2 separate regions of the Mus musculus genome follow, and region 2 is linked to region 1. A link is a contact called in public HiChIP or PLAC-seq data. All regions are on one chromosome and are shown on one strand. Each heading gives the region's core, a stretch centred on a gene start, on an enhancer-like site or on the middle of the called end of the contact. The rest is flanking DNA. Distances are from core to core; before and after follow the strand shown.

Region 1 (6,636 bases), core at 2,000-4,499:
ATCTCCTGTTACTTTGCTAAGGACACTGCAATAAATGACTGCCCTTAGCATGCTGCTATACCCACAGATCAGAGCCTCACTCAGCCAGCATCACAGAATCTTGCAGTAGACAGTAATTAAAACAGAGACCATCAGCTACACCATATGCAGAGTATGAGAGACTTTGGAGCACTCAGGTCTAAATGGGATATCTTCATCAAATTTCTCCAGTCCCAAACGGGCGTGGTGGTGCACGCCTTTAATCCCAGCACTTGAAAGGCAGAGACAGGCGGATTTCTGAGTTTGAGGCCAGCCTGATCTACAGAGTGAGTTCCAGGACAGCCAGGGCTACAGAGAGAAACCCTGTCTCGAAAAAACCAAAAAAAAAAAAAAAAAAATTTTTTTCTCCAGTCCCAGATCAAGGGACTGAAGACCAAGAAGGTGGAAAGACTACAAGGCCATAGCAATGGAGGACTCCAGAGAAAGAGGGCATCTTCCAGACACAACAATAATGCACATATGAACTCATTGAGCCTGTGGCAGCATAAAAAAAGATATGTACAGCTTCAAGCTAGATAAGGTCTCAGCTAAGAGGGATACGTGTACCTGTAGTCCCACCACTAACCAAGAAGCTATTTGTAATTGATACCACCTGCAAAAGTCAGTTCTATCCAGGGCAGGCCCTGGTGCCCAGAATTAGTTGACCAAGACGAAAGATATTCATATTCTATCCCCCCTTCTCTTTCTCTTCCTCTCCCCCCCACTCCCTTTGCCTGGGCCTGTGTCTGTGTGTATATATACACTTTTTGTTCTGTTTAATTGTGAAACTGATTTTTGTGTGTGTGTGTTTTGAGTTTTAGTTGGTTGGTTGAGTTTTGTGGGGAGTTTGAGAGAGAAAATGAAGTATGTAAAGAGGTAGAGAGAGGATCTGACAGGAGTATGTGGAGGGAAAACATCAGGATCAAAATCTATTGTTTGAAACAAGTATAAATAAACAAAAAATGGTATTTACAGGACCATGAAATATTAACATACAAAAAAAGGAGACAATTTTTTCTATTCCATCGCCTTAAACACTCAGCCAGAACTACTGCTTCAAAGAGAATTTTTTTAAAAAACCTGCATTACATATTGAACTTAATGACAGTACAGAATGTACTTGTTTTATCATTTAATATCTAGTAAATAATAACGGGTATCAAGGGTATAGCAGTAAGAATCCTTGCTACAGAATGTAGGACTGGAAATGTAGCTTGGTATAGAGTTTGCCTACCATGCGCCAAAGCCTTGAATTCAGTCCCCAGGTCTGAGTCAAACAAAGTAATTCCAACACTCAAGAAGTAGAGACAAAGATCACCAATTCACCAATCTATGTGGGCTACAAGAGACAGTCTCAAGACAAAAGGAAAGGAAAGAGAGTGGGGTGGGGGAGGGAGGAATTAAGTAAGTTTTTTAGTACCATAAAGCAAGCCTTAGCGTTGAATTTTATTGTATTACCAATTTCGTGGAGAACTGTAAACATTATGTGTAAACTCTAAACACTAAAATGGGAAGGTAGAAACCCTGTCTCGAAAAACCAAATAAATAAATAAATAAATAAATAAATGAATAAATAAAATAAAATAAAATGGGAAGGAGGTCCTAAAACTACTTAACTAGGCAGTGCATTCCAAAACAAAGCATGATAGGTTACCAGGCCAGCAAGCTTTAAGAAAACATTAGTGAACATGCTCAATAGTAAAAAAAAATTTTTAAATTTTAAAAACGAACTTTTTTTTCCTTTTTCTTTTTTTTTCTTTTTCAATCTTAGAGACCGAACTTAAGGTGTTCAGATACTAAGCATTGGCCCTACCACTTGAGCTATATATTCCAGGCGGTGGGAACGGACCGTAAATTTTAGAGAACAAATAACCAGTAGCAGTGCAGAAATATGACCAGCAGGAATCCCTGCACTGGTGATGCAGAGGCAGGTGGATTTCCTGGAGCACCAGGTTAGCTACCATACAGAGTTCTAAGTTGGGCAGGACTACATATAAGACCCTGACTCAAAAAACAACCAAAAATACCAAAAGTTTTAACCATCACACTTTTAAATTAGAATACTAATAACTTTTCCCATAGAAAGAGTTAGGCTCCACTCCCTTCCGCCCTTTTTAAACGCAAAACTCAAGTGGGTGAAATACAGCAAAGATTGGTGCTAACCTAAGCTTACCGAGCCTATCAAAAGCGTCTCCCGGGTTCCGAATTGCTTCATTTCTAACGTAAGCTTTCTAAGCAGTACTAGGTAAATCACCAAGTGTGAGTGACCGTACTGAGTCCAAGATTTAAAAAAAAAAAAAAAAAAAAAAGTTGGTCAAGTCTTCCAAGTCTTCTCTCAGAGCACCTGACTGACTACGTGCGAGCTTGCGGGCTCAGCCACACCGGCGGCTGCCTTCTGGGTCCCCAAGAAAATCCTCAGAACTGAGTCCAGCTGCTTTCACTGCTGAGCAGAGAACACCAACTTCCAGCCCGAGCTAGACCGCCTGCCTTCTTGGCATTCCCATCGCACAACACGCCCTCTCTCCCTGGCAGTTCACATGCCGCAACGAAGTCGCATCTATTAAGCGCCCACTGTCTACCCCGCATCATGGCTCCCCCCAGGAACCGCACAAAGAAATGGCCTCAAGACGGAGGAAAGAAAAAGGGAAAGATCATCTGCTAGGGCCAAGAACGAACCCGAGTGAGGGTCGGGCTACCTGCTACCTCGCGGATCCGGACATCCCGACCCAAGGGAGGCTCGGAGGACGCACAGGCCCGGCCTTCCTGGAGTCGGCCGCAGAGGGGTCGGTCGGCGCCCCAGACCACACAGGCGTGGCAGTCCGGAGCAACAGCACCTCCGATCGGCTCCCGGGAGGCAGGCGAGCGAGCTCCCGAATCCCGAGGGCCAGAATGGACTGTCAGGGCCGCCTCCTCCCTCCCAGCTGACTGCTTTGCACCGCGGAGCGCCCAGGCCCGTGCTGCCCTGCGAAGACCGGACCGAGGCCGCCACCCTTCCCGCTCCGTCCCGACCAAGAAGAGGTTACCTGCGCCGCTGGCGGAGGTCCAGACGCCACCCGAATGAAAGGGATGAAAAGTGCGGCCTCCCCTGAGGGTTTTGGGAATCTTTGGAAGACTTGTTCCGCACTGGGTGACAGCTGTTCGCTGCGCACGCGCACGGGGCGCCACCACGGAATCCCTCCGCCGCGCTCCCCTCCCTCCCGGCTCGGAGGTGGGCGGGAGGCGGCGCGGGCGCGCAGGCTGTGCGGGCTGCCTCTGCCTGCGTGTGGCGCACGCGCCCCCACGTGACCGCTGGGCCGGGCGCTCTCTGGGTCACGTGGGTCTCTAAACTGCTTAAAGGTGCCCGACTTGAAGCCGAGACTTCCGCCTCTTGCCTAGTCTACGCTTGCCGTGCTGTATTTCCTTTTGCCTTGGGGACAAGCTCGCCTCTTCTTTCTCAAAGGAGGAAAAACACTGACGAAGCAGAAGGAGCAGGTGCGCAACAGATCTTTGTCGGATCACTCACTAGGTTCCCACAGGGGCTGGACCTGAAATAAAATAGTACACGAACACGCCTGCAGGGACTCGGTGCGAGTCTATGGCAACCCTCGGTGCAAGAACGGCTGGCTGATTTTTACCTCGAGTGGAGGTGGTCAGGAAGGCCAGACTCACGATGACATTGTCCTGTGCCGGTACACCAACCAGTGGGCTGCACCTCTGAGCCTACTTCAGTCGGAGATCCCAAGTGAGCAGTGTTCCCAAATTCCTAGCAACCAAGCCTGCCCTTGAGCAAAAAGGTCTAATACTTAAAGACTAGAGAAATCTTGATTAGGGATCCTGAATTGAGTTACCTTCCTACACGTCTGTGTAAATCTGACTTCCAAGACCGCAGAGGAATCACACAGATCTCAAACTCTTACTTCCAGATAGGTGCCTAAACACTAAGCGTTTTGCAAAGGCTAAACAGGTTTTACTGTCCCACAGTTCCTATCTGGGTTTTTTTGTTGCATTTCTTCTAGTTACTGACCAGGCATATACAAAAGTGAGCACACAGGACCATCATTTTACGTGTTGTTAGAAAACAAGGATTTCTAATGAATGTGGTGCATACTTATAACCCAGGACTTGGAACAGAGATCAGAGGACTAGAAATTCAAGATCATTCTCAACACATCATAGACCTGAAGTTAGACTGGGCTACATGATATGCTGTCTCAAAAACTGATCACCTCTTTAAAAAAAAAAAGCTCAACATAACTATTTAAATGTACTTAAATGTGTTTTTTTTAATTTATTTCTTTTTTTTTTTTTTAGGGGGAGCACTGTAAAGACAGATGGGATATGGTTAATTAACTGAAAGATAATGAGATCTAACCACCATATTTCTTTGACTGGAAAAACACCGCTTGGGGGCTAGAGAGATGGCTCAGTGGTAAAGAGCATCGACTGCTCTTCTGAAGGTCCTGAGTTCAAATCCCAGCAACCACATGGTAGCTCACAACCATCCGTAATGAGATCTGACGCCCTCTTCTAGTGCATCTGAAGACAGCTACAGTGTACTTAGATATAATAATAAAAAAATAATAATAATAATAAAACACAGCTTAGGGTTTGGAAAAATACAATTCTAAACTTACTTAACTTATATATAGTCAACTGGTAATTTTTCAATGTGGATATTATAGAGATTGGCAACCATACTCCAAAGCAATTGAATATACTAAAACTATAGTTACATATCTTAAATTTTAGGGCGTTTTGTGAACTACAAAGATTGCACATCTATTATTAAATAATTGAAATAGTTCAATGAATAAGTACTCTTATTATCCTTGCTAAGCAGAGATTATCAAGGCCAACGTACTGGCACACACCTTTAATCCTAGCACTTGGGGGACAAGGAAGGCAGATCTCTAAATACAAGGCCAATTTGATTTACAAGTGTAGATCAGTGTGAGTTGCTGAAAGGCAGGGATATATGTGAGAAACCCTGTCTCAAAAGAAATGAAGGAGAGGGGAGTGAGATAGAAGTATATCCCCAGTTGCAGTCTGAGAGAGACAAAGACTTCATGATCTCTTTTATGGGCCCTAGACATTGCACACACACACACACACACACACACACACACACACACACCACACACTTTGCATACATATTAATGGGGTGAAAATAAAAGCAAGACTGCCTTGGAAACAAAAGAGAATAATGAGACTAATGAGTAAAAGTGTAGTCTGGGAAGGTGTGCTTAAAACATAACATAAGAAAATAGCTTTCCAGCCGGGCGTGGTGGTGCACACCTTTAATCCCAGCACTTGGGAGGCAGAGGCAGGCGGATTTCTGAGGCCAGCCTGGTCTACAGAGTGAGTTCCAGGACAGCCAGGGCTATACAGAGAAACCCTGTCTCAAAAAAAACAAAAAACAAAACAAAAAACAAAAAAAAAAAAAGAAAGAAAGAAAGAAAGAAAGAAAAGAAAAAGAAAGAAAGAAAGAAAGAAAGAAAGAAAAGAAAAGAAAAGAAAAGAAAAGAAAAGAGCTTTCCTCATCTCTGTATAACCGAAATATAAGTCAATGTCAAAAGTGCTGCGTCTGTGCACACACACACACACACCCTGGGGCGGGCGTGGGGAGTGGGGGGTTGGTAGTATGCTTTGCATCCTAGCATTAGGGATGCAGAAGCAGGGGGATCTCTTGAGTTCAAGGCCAGCCTAGCCTAGTCTACAGACGGAGTTTCAAGACAGCCAGGGGTGCAAAGATAAACATTGTTTCAAAAACAAAACAAAACAAAAAACAGAAGTTTTTTTCAAGACTTGTTGGGCATAGTGCCACAACCCTTTATGGTACCAGCTACTTGGCAGGTGGTTCACCTTGAGTTCAAAGCCAACCTGGCTATATATAGGTTAACTGGAGCTAAATAGTAAGACCCTGTCTTAAGAAAGAAGGAAAGTAATAAAGAATGGAAGGAAGAGAGAGAGAAGGAGGGAGGGAGAGAGGGAGGGAGGGGAAAGTCCAGGAGCTAGTCTAAATTAAAAGTAACTGAAGAGATATCCTGGGTTTAAGAAAGAAAAGGAAGGAAGGAAGGGAAGAAGGAAGGAGAGAGAACTGTAAATAGAGGGTGCACATATATGTGTCTATGTAAAGAAAAAAGTGTGACAAATGTTTGGGGTTTTGGGGTTTTTTTGGTTTGGTTTGGTGTGGTGTGGTGTGGTGTGGTTTGGTTTGGTTTGGTTTGGTTTGGTTTGGTTTGGTTTTTAGAGACAGGGTTTCTCTGTGTAGTGCTGGCTGTCCTGGAACTCACTCTGTAGACCAGGCTGGCCTTGAACTCAGAAATCCGCCTGCTTCTGCCTCCCAAGTGTTGGGATTAAAAGCATGCGCCACCATTGCCTAGTGACAAATGTTTTTATTAAAAAAAAAAAAAAAAAGCAAATCTAAGTAAAATATGCATGCCCAGTAATAAAGGAGGCAAAGAGAAAAACAAAAAACAGAGGAATAAAGAAGCTGTCGGCTATATTAGACTGGAAACCTAGTACCCTAGACTAAAAACCCTGGAGACCTGAACTCCCATTGCTTCACACTTATGTTGTTAATGTTAATGTTGTACAAATAGCACTTGTTTTAGTATAAAAAATTATATTGTCCTGTTT
Region 2 (6,636 bases), core at 2,641-5,140, 110 kb before region 1:
TATAGACAGGAGCCTAGCATGACTGGCCTCTGACAGGCCCAACAAACAGCTCAGTGAGTCAGATACAGATACTTAACGCCCCAACAATGGGTAGAAGCTGGGGACCCCTGTGCTGGAATTAGAGAAAAGCTGTAAGAAGCTGAGGGGAGAAAGACCCCATAGGAAGACTAGCAGTCTCAACTAACCTGGTCCCCCCAGAGATCTCTCAGTCTGCCACCAACCACTCAGCATACACCAGTTCATATGAAGCCCCCAAAACATAAACAGCAGATGACTGTCTGGTCTGGCCTTAGTGAGAGAAGATGCACCTAGCCCTTGAGAGACTTGAGACCCCAGGGAGTGGGAGGTTTGGCAGGGACACACACACACACACACACACACACACACACACATATTCTATTGGAGATGGGGGGGGAGATATGCGATGAGGAACAGAGGCCAGACCAGGAGGGGGAATAGTGACTGGACTATAAAATAACATCAAGATATATATATATATATATAGATAGATAGATAGGTAGATAGATAGATAGATAGATAGATAGATAGATAGATAGATAGATTGATAGATATAGATATAGATATAGATATAGATATAGATATAGATATAGATATAGATATACATATATACATATATACATATATACATATATATGTATATGAACATGATACGGCCAGGCAGTGGTGGTGCACGCCTTTAATCCCAGCACTTGGGAGGCAGATGCAAGCAGATTTCTGAGTTCAAGGCCAGCCTGGTCTACAGAGTGAGCTCCAGGACAGCTACGGCTACACAGAGAAACCCTGTGTAGCCTCAAAACACCAAAAAACAAAAATCAATCAATCAAACAAACAAACAAACAAAAAAACCCCAACAACAATAACCTATAGAAAAAATTAAGCTGGACCTTAGTAAGACAATATCCCTTCCCGATGCTATTCCCTGACCTAAAAGTTCTGTTTCTAAATGATTTTGAAATCAATATTGTCTGAGTGGTCCTAGGCAAATCATGGTTTAAAGACAGGCTAGAAAATTGTAGTCAATAAATAGAATCTCTTAATGAAAGAAACTAAACATGCCATGTTATAGGTTAAACCAGTCAAAGAGGGACTATAGAGAGTGCATCTCCTCCAAATGTGAGGGATCAACATGGCTCTTTCCAAGTCACTCATGAGTTATACCAATAAGGACTTCTGGTTTTCTGACTCCTGCTCATCCATTTTATGCTAAATTTATCACATTAGATCCTGCCAAAACATTAGGCTGGGATACAGAAACTATCCAATATAGGAGAGTCAAACATTTGCAGAATTAGTTTTACTACTATCAATGTTTATCAGGGAATCATGTTTAAAATTCTGTTCCCCTTTTCTCCACAGTTAGAAATTCTGATTCATAAGTCAGAATAAAAATTTATAACTCATCACTATAAAGCCACTGCAGTGCAAACCTAGATTTAGAAATAATGTTTCTTCCTAAGGTAACCAGCTACAAACTTTTGATTTACAATGGTTACCTGCTTACAAGATATGCTAGTTCACTACTGGTGTGGAAGTAACCAACCAATATCTGATTGAATTTAAGGCTAACTCCATGAGATAGAACCCATTCCTGACACAGCTCAGGTGTCTAAGAACCTAAGACTACATAGGCCAGGGACCTAGGAGAAAACCAAAAACTACTGTTCGGCCAAAGGAACATAGCCATAAAATGAATTCTAATGATATTCTGCTATACTCACATGCCAGGAGCCTGCCTGGTCTTAGGGGAATCACAGGCTAAAAGACTGATGGTCTCCAGCCTTGTAGGAAACTTGATTTTTTTCTTCTTGTTCTGTGCTAAGAACTTAACTCTTTTGTACTGGTCTGTACTTCATTAAGTACTGAAGAAACTTAACTCTTTATCTCTCTTCTTAAGTTACGTGATAGTACTCTGTGCTTGAATAAGTTCTGCAAACTCTTAAACTCTTACTTTATAAACATACTTTATAATTCTCTGTCAATTAACATATGCTGTATAGCAGCAGAGAATTCAGTAGAGGAGTTATTGCTGAGGCTCCTGTTTCTCTTTTCCAGAGTCTCACCTCTCTACGAGAGGGAGGCTTGGAGCAATTACCTTTTAGTAAAAACCTGACAGCCCAATTTAAGGGGGGGGGGGGCTCCCTAATCTGGTATTTTCTTTAAAATATTTATAATAATGGCAAAATGAAATAATCTCCAAGTGAAATGATCATAATGTTATTAATTTTAAATATAAGCATTTTAGCAGAAATCCCCTAAGAAGATAGGGACAAATGCTGAAGGGTGGAATAACTTAAGTATGCCAATGAGCTTTCTGTCCAGAGCACGGATTGTGATGGTTAAAATGATGAATTGACTGGGTCAAAATTTGCTGTAATATGTAGTGAAATACTTATGAGAGTTTGATTCATTTTTCTTTTTTTAAAATTTGTTGTAGTTCCATAGCAGCTTATAGGCCAGCCATTTGGTATGATTTATTTCAATATGTGTCACATGGTATGTTTAGTGATTGTTGACTAATATTTAATTCTAAAAAACTCCTTAAGTGCTCTAAAATGCAATAAACTAGCCATTATAATTTGAAAAGCATTGAACAGTTTGATATATATGTTACTATACCAATGCCAGAATGTCATTATTCTTTTGACTGAAAATAGTCTGCTACTCAATAAAAATGTTTCACATCAATTTTTCTTTGCTTCTGAAATAAAAAAATAAAACCAATACTTTTGGAAGTCCCTCCTCCACCCCTAACCTCTTTCCAGGTAAGGATCAGTACCAAGTCTCAAAATGTATCTCACAGGTAGACAAGTAGGTTTTTTTCCTCTTCTACCAAGGGTTCCCATCTGGGGATCTGCAACAAGCCAGTCTGCATACACGAGAAGTACCTCCCTCTCCCCTCATAAGACCTAGTCACCTCCATCTTGACATCTGTGCTGAGGCCCATGCCCACGTTCCACAGACAGCACTCTCAGCTTCCTTTACCCACCACCCATTGAAATATTAGCACCTCTAAGTGAGACTTGCACATGCTTTCCAAAGAAATCACCCCTTTACTCTCCCTACAAATACCAAAGTCACAATCAGTTGAGGACCTGAGGCAGGACCCTGCTGCATTCCAAGTAGTACACTCCCTTTTTCCTTCTATCTGGGAGTGTTAATTCTGTGCTAATGTTGAGCATCTGTGAACCAAATGGTAACCTTCACACATCTCTCTCTGGCCCTCCAACCTCAATCTCAGAGAAACTGCAATGAGAACGTTCTGATTCTACATAGCACCTACTATGAGATCCGAAGCAGCAACTTGCCCTAGCAGAGCAAAGATCATCTGTGATACCACAACCACACATTAGACCTTCATGCCCACAAAAATAAGTCTGAAATATCACTTAGCCAATTCCAAACCTTCCAAACCAATAAGAGCAAACAGATCCAAATAAAAACACTGAACAAGGGAGGGCAAAATATCCATACTAAAAGAAACACTATCACAAAACAAACAGCAAAACCAAAAAACAACAAATTTGCTACTCTAAAAATTAGTACTTCAATAGTTTCTTTTTAAGGAAAGAAACTTGGATGATACTCAAGATAACAACTCTTAATGCATTCAGAGAACTCAAAGGGGACATGAAAAAAATGCAAGAAAGAAGACTACTAGATTAAATAGAAACAAATTATTGAATGAATTAAAGAATAATTCAATACATAAAAATAGAATTTAGTAAGAAACAGAAATTCTGAGGAAAAACTGAACTAGAACTTCAAATATAAAATTTAGTAATTCTAATAAAAAGTTCAGAGGGAAGCCACACAAAAAGGAGGAACTTAATGACAGACAGGAAGTGGAGAGATTGGGATGGAGGAACTAAATCAGTTAGCAAGAATAAATAATTAAGAAAAAAGATCAGGAGAAAGAGGAACAGGAGGCGGAGAGAACGAAGAGAAAGAGGAGTAGGAAGAGGAGAAATGCAGGATATCCAGGAGACCATAAATACCAAACCTTTAAATTACAGGTATAAAAGATGTAATCTGGATAAAAGGCACATTATTTAAAAAAAAAAAAAAAAGGAGAAGAAAATTTCCCACAGCTAGAAGACATATCTATCCAGTATCAAGAAGTATTTAAAGCCAGACGGTGGTGGCGCACGCCTTTAATCCCAGAGCTTGGGAGGCAGAGGCAGGCGGATTTCTGAGTTCGAGGCCAGCCTGGTCTACAGAGTGAGTTCCAGGACAGCCAGGGCTACACAGAGAAACCCTGTCTCAGATCCCCCCCCCCCCAAAAAAACAAGTCAGTAGACAAACAGTAAATAGGTTCATGCTTGCCTATCAGTTCTTCATTAAACCTTATGTAGTTACTAATTGTTAAGCATGACTTGTATAGAAAGACTAAATTTTCACAAGAAAAAGTAATGTTTTTTACATTGCAAAATGAACAAAAACATTTTTGTTTGTCTTCATGATTTTGAGTGTTTCAATGCATCACAAACTATTTTTCTGTTTTTGTTTAATTTTTGTGATCTGCTACTATCCTTTATGTTAGGCAAACAAGTTTGCAACACCTGTACACGACAACTTGTGATTAAGGCTCAGATGAAGCATTTGCAGGCGAACCAGCAGCATTACCCTGTGGTGGGTGCTGGAGAGACTCAGCCTAGCCCTCAGTGCTGCATACGAAATGATCAGCTGGCCAGGCAGTGGTGGCGCACACCTTTAATCCCAGCACGTTGGGAGGCAGAGGCAGGCCGATTTCTGAGTTTGAGGCCAGCCTGGTCTACAGAGCGAGTTCCAGGACAGCCAGGGCTACACAGTTAAAAAAAGAAAAAAGAAATGATCAACTGGCTTACTTGTTCTTTACTTTCAAATAGACAGACAGACAGACAGACAGACAGATGAAATGCTTTGTATTGGGGTTGCTTACAAAAGAATGGATGAAAGGTCAAGAAGCACGAGCCACTTTTACCTGTGGCCACACAACTGAGTTAGATAAATGTCTCTTCTCGTCTACCATGCATCAGCTGATTATGGTATTTAGGGAGGACGGGGGCCTTACAAATCCCTTTCTGCCTCCCTCAACAGTCCCCACCTTGTGGAGGTCATGGCAGCTCCTGAAAGTCAAGAATTTAGAGAGCATCACCGACCTGAAACACCATTACAGTGGTGGGTTTATTTTTCCGGATCTGAAGTCCATGGCTGAGTAAAACTGCTGCTGACGATTACGCACATCAGATACTGAGCTCCCAAAGCAACACAGGAACTTGCCACTGGTCTCGGATAGCATCTTCTAGTATTATCAGAGTCTGTTCAGTTCCAACTTATTTTTTTCTGTGTTCTGTCACTAGTACATGTTGTATCTTGACTAATACGATTTTATCATCTAATTCTGGCTGGCAACAATAAGCAGTACATGCCAACTGCCTGTATTGGTTTAGAGGGATTGTGGACCCCTAACAATCTCTTTTTGAATAAGTGAATACAGTGACTGGCACATGACTACCACATAAACATAGCTCTTGCATGATGAAAATGAGTATAATAGTGCCATACGTTAGTACGGCGTGCAGAGGTAGATAGAAATTAAAGAAGAATCCCAAGAAAGGCTCAAACTATTTGTTATTGTATGATCTCACTCTTCAGGTGACAATTATTTTAAGGCAGAATAGTAATTTGCCATATATCATACATACCATATCTTTTCATACTTTTTTTTGGAGGGGGGGGGGGACTTTTGAGACAGGGTTTCTTTGTGTAGCCCTGGCTGTCCTGGAACTCACTCTGTAGACCAGGCTGGCCTTGAACTCAGAAATCCGCCTGCCTCTGCCTCCCGAGTGCTGGGATTAAAGGTGTGCGCCACCAACACCTGGGCATTTTATACTTCTTAGTATTCACAAGCTATTTAGCTTCTATAAGCATAGATAACTTAAAATACTAAATCAAGTGCTAAGGCTGGGAAATCATGCTAAAAGATGTAAAGGTTAAGAACTGTGGTTTATTTTAAAAATATAGTATTTGGCAAAATAGGTAATAGTTTTGATGAAATAAGCTAACACTTAGAAATATTACATCCATATGATAGGAAGATGTAGAGTGGGGAGGAGGCTGACACGCTTGCTCTTTCAATACTGCGCTGTCTTTATAGGCCTTACTTTTACACCTTGACCACATTACTCAAATTACGTAACAGCAGATCACATATTTCTTCGTAAAGTAAAAAAGCCTGATAGTGTTATAATGAGAAATAGTGTTCACTTACCCTTTCTGAGAACAAAGGATAGAAGATAAATTCCTAATACAGGGTTCTTTGTGGGAAGAAGGTTGTTAGAATCAAGCAACAGTTTCAATGATAATGCTTGAAATGTTCTGTAGAGGAATGATTGTGCGTTATGATAATGACAGAAACTGAAGAACTTGTAGGGAAGTTCACTAGCATACTAAATGAATGTTTTTAACCTAAGAAAAGTGCCTTATTAAATAAACAAAATAGTCTAGGTGGTGGTGGAACATGCCTTTAATCCCAGCACTGGGGAGGTAGAAGCAAGGAATCAAGGCCAGCCTGGTCTCCAGAGCAAGATCCAGGATGGCCAGGACTCTGATAGACAGAGATACCCTACAGTAAAA

The links. HiChIP or PLAC-seq counts read pairs in DNA pulled down with a chosen protein or histone mark.
Region 2: a contact with region 1 is called in an H3K4me3 HiChIP or PLAC-seq map of bone marrow-derived macrophages, with 5 times the contacts expected there. The contact joins the enhancer-like site here to the promoter of Kdm4c in region 1. A contact is called at or near these places in 1 of 39 promoter capture datasets (the C10 cell line), 3 of 484 Hi-C or Micro-C datasets (bone marrow-derived macrophages, nephron progenitors and rod photoreceptor), 10 of 115 datasets of contacts at active chromatin or transcription factors (the 230-238 cell line, the SCID.adh cell line, bone marrow-derived dendritic cells and 4 more) and 4 of 9 other capture datasets (adipose tissue, liver, macrophages and 1 more).

The regions. Positions count from the first base shown.
Region 1 is chr4:74,248,492-74,255,127 of GRCm38.p6, reverse strand. It overlaps Kdm4c (lysine (K)-specific demethylase 4C), which reads right to left and starts at 3,249. Exons shown (of 22, transcript NM_144787.2): 1 at 3,042-3,249.
Region 2 is chr4:74,360,210-74,366,845 of GRCm38.p6, reverse strand. The region is part of intron 17 of Kdm4c (lysine (K)-specific demethylase 4C); the gene reads right to left. Among named protein-coding and RNA genes, the nearest start is that of Kdm4c, 110 kb to the right of the region's middle. Within about 2 kb of position 3,890, at least 4 of the 459 cell types and tissues checked have an H3K27ac peak or open chromatin away from gene starts, as enhancers often do. A contact at or near this core is called in bone marrow-derived macrophages, where this site is marked.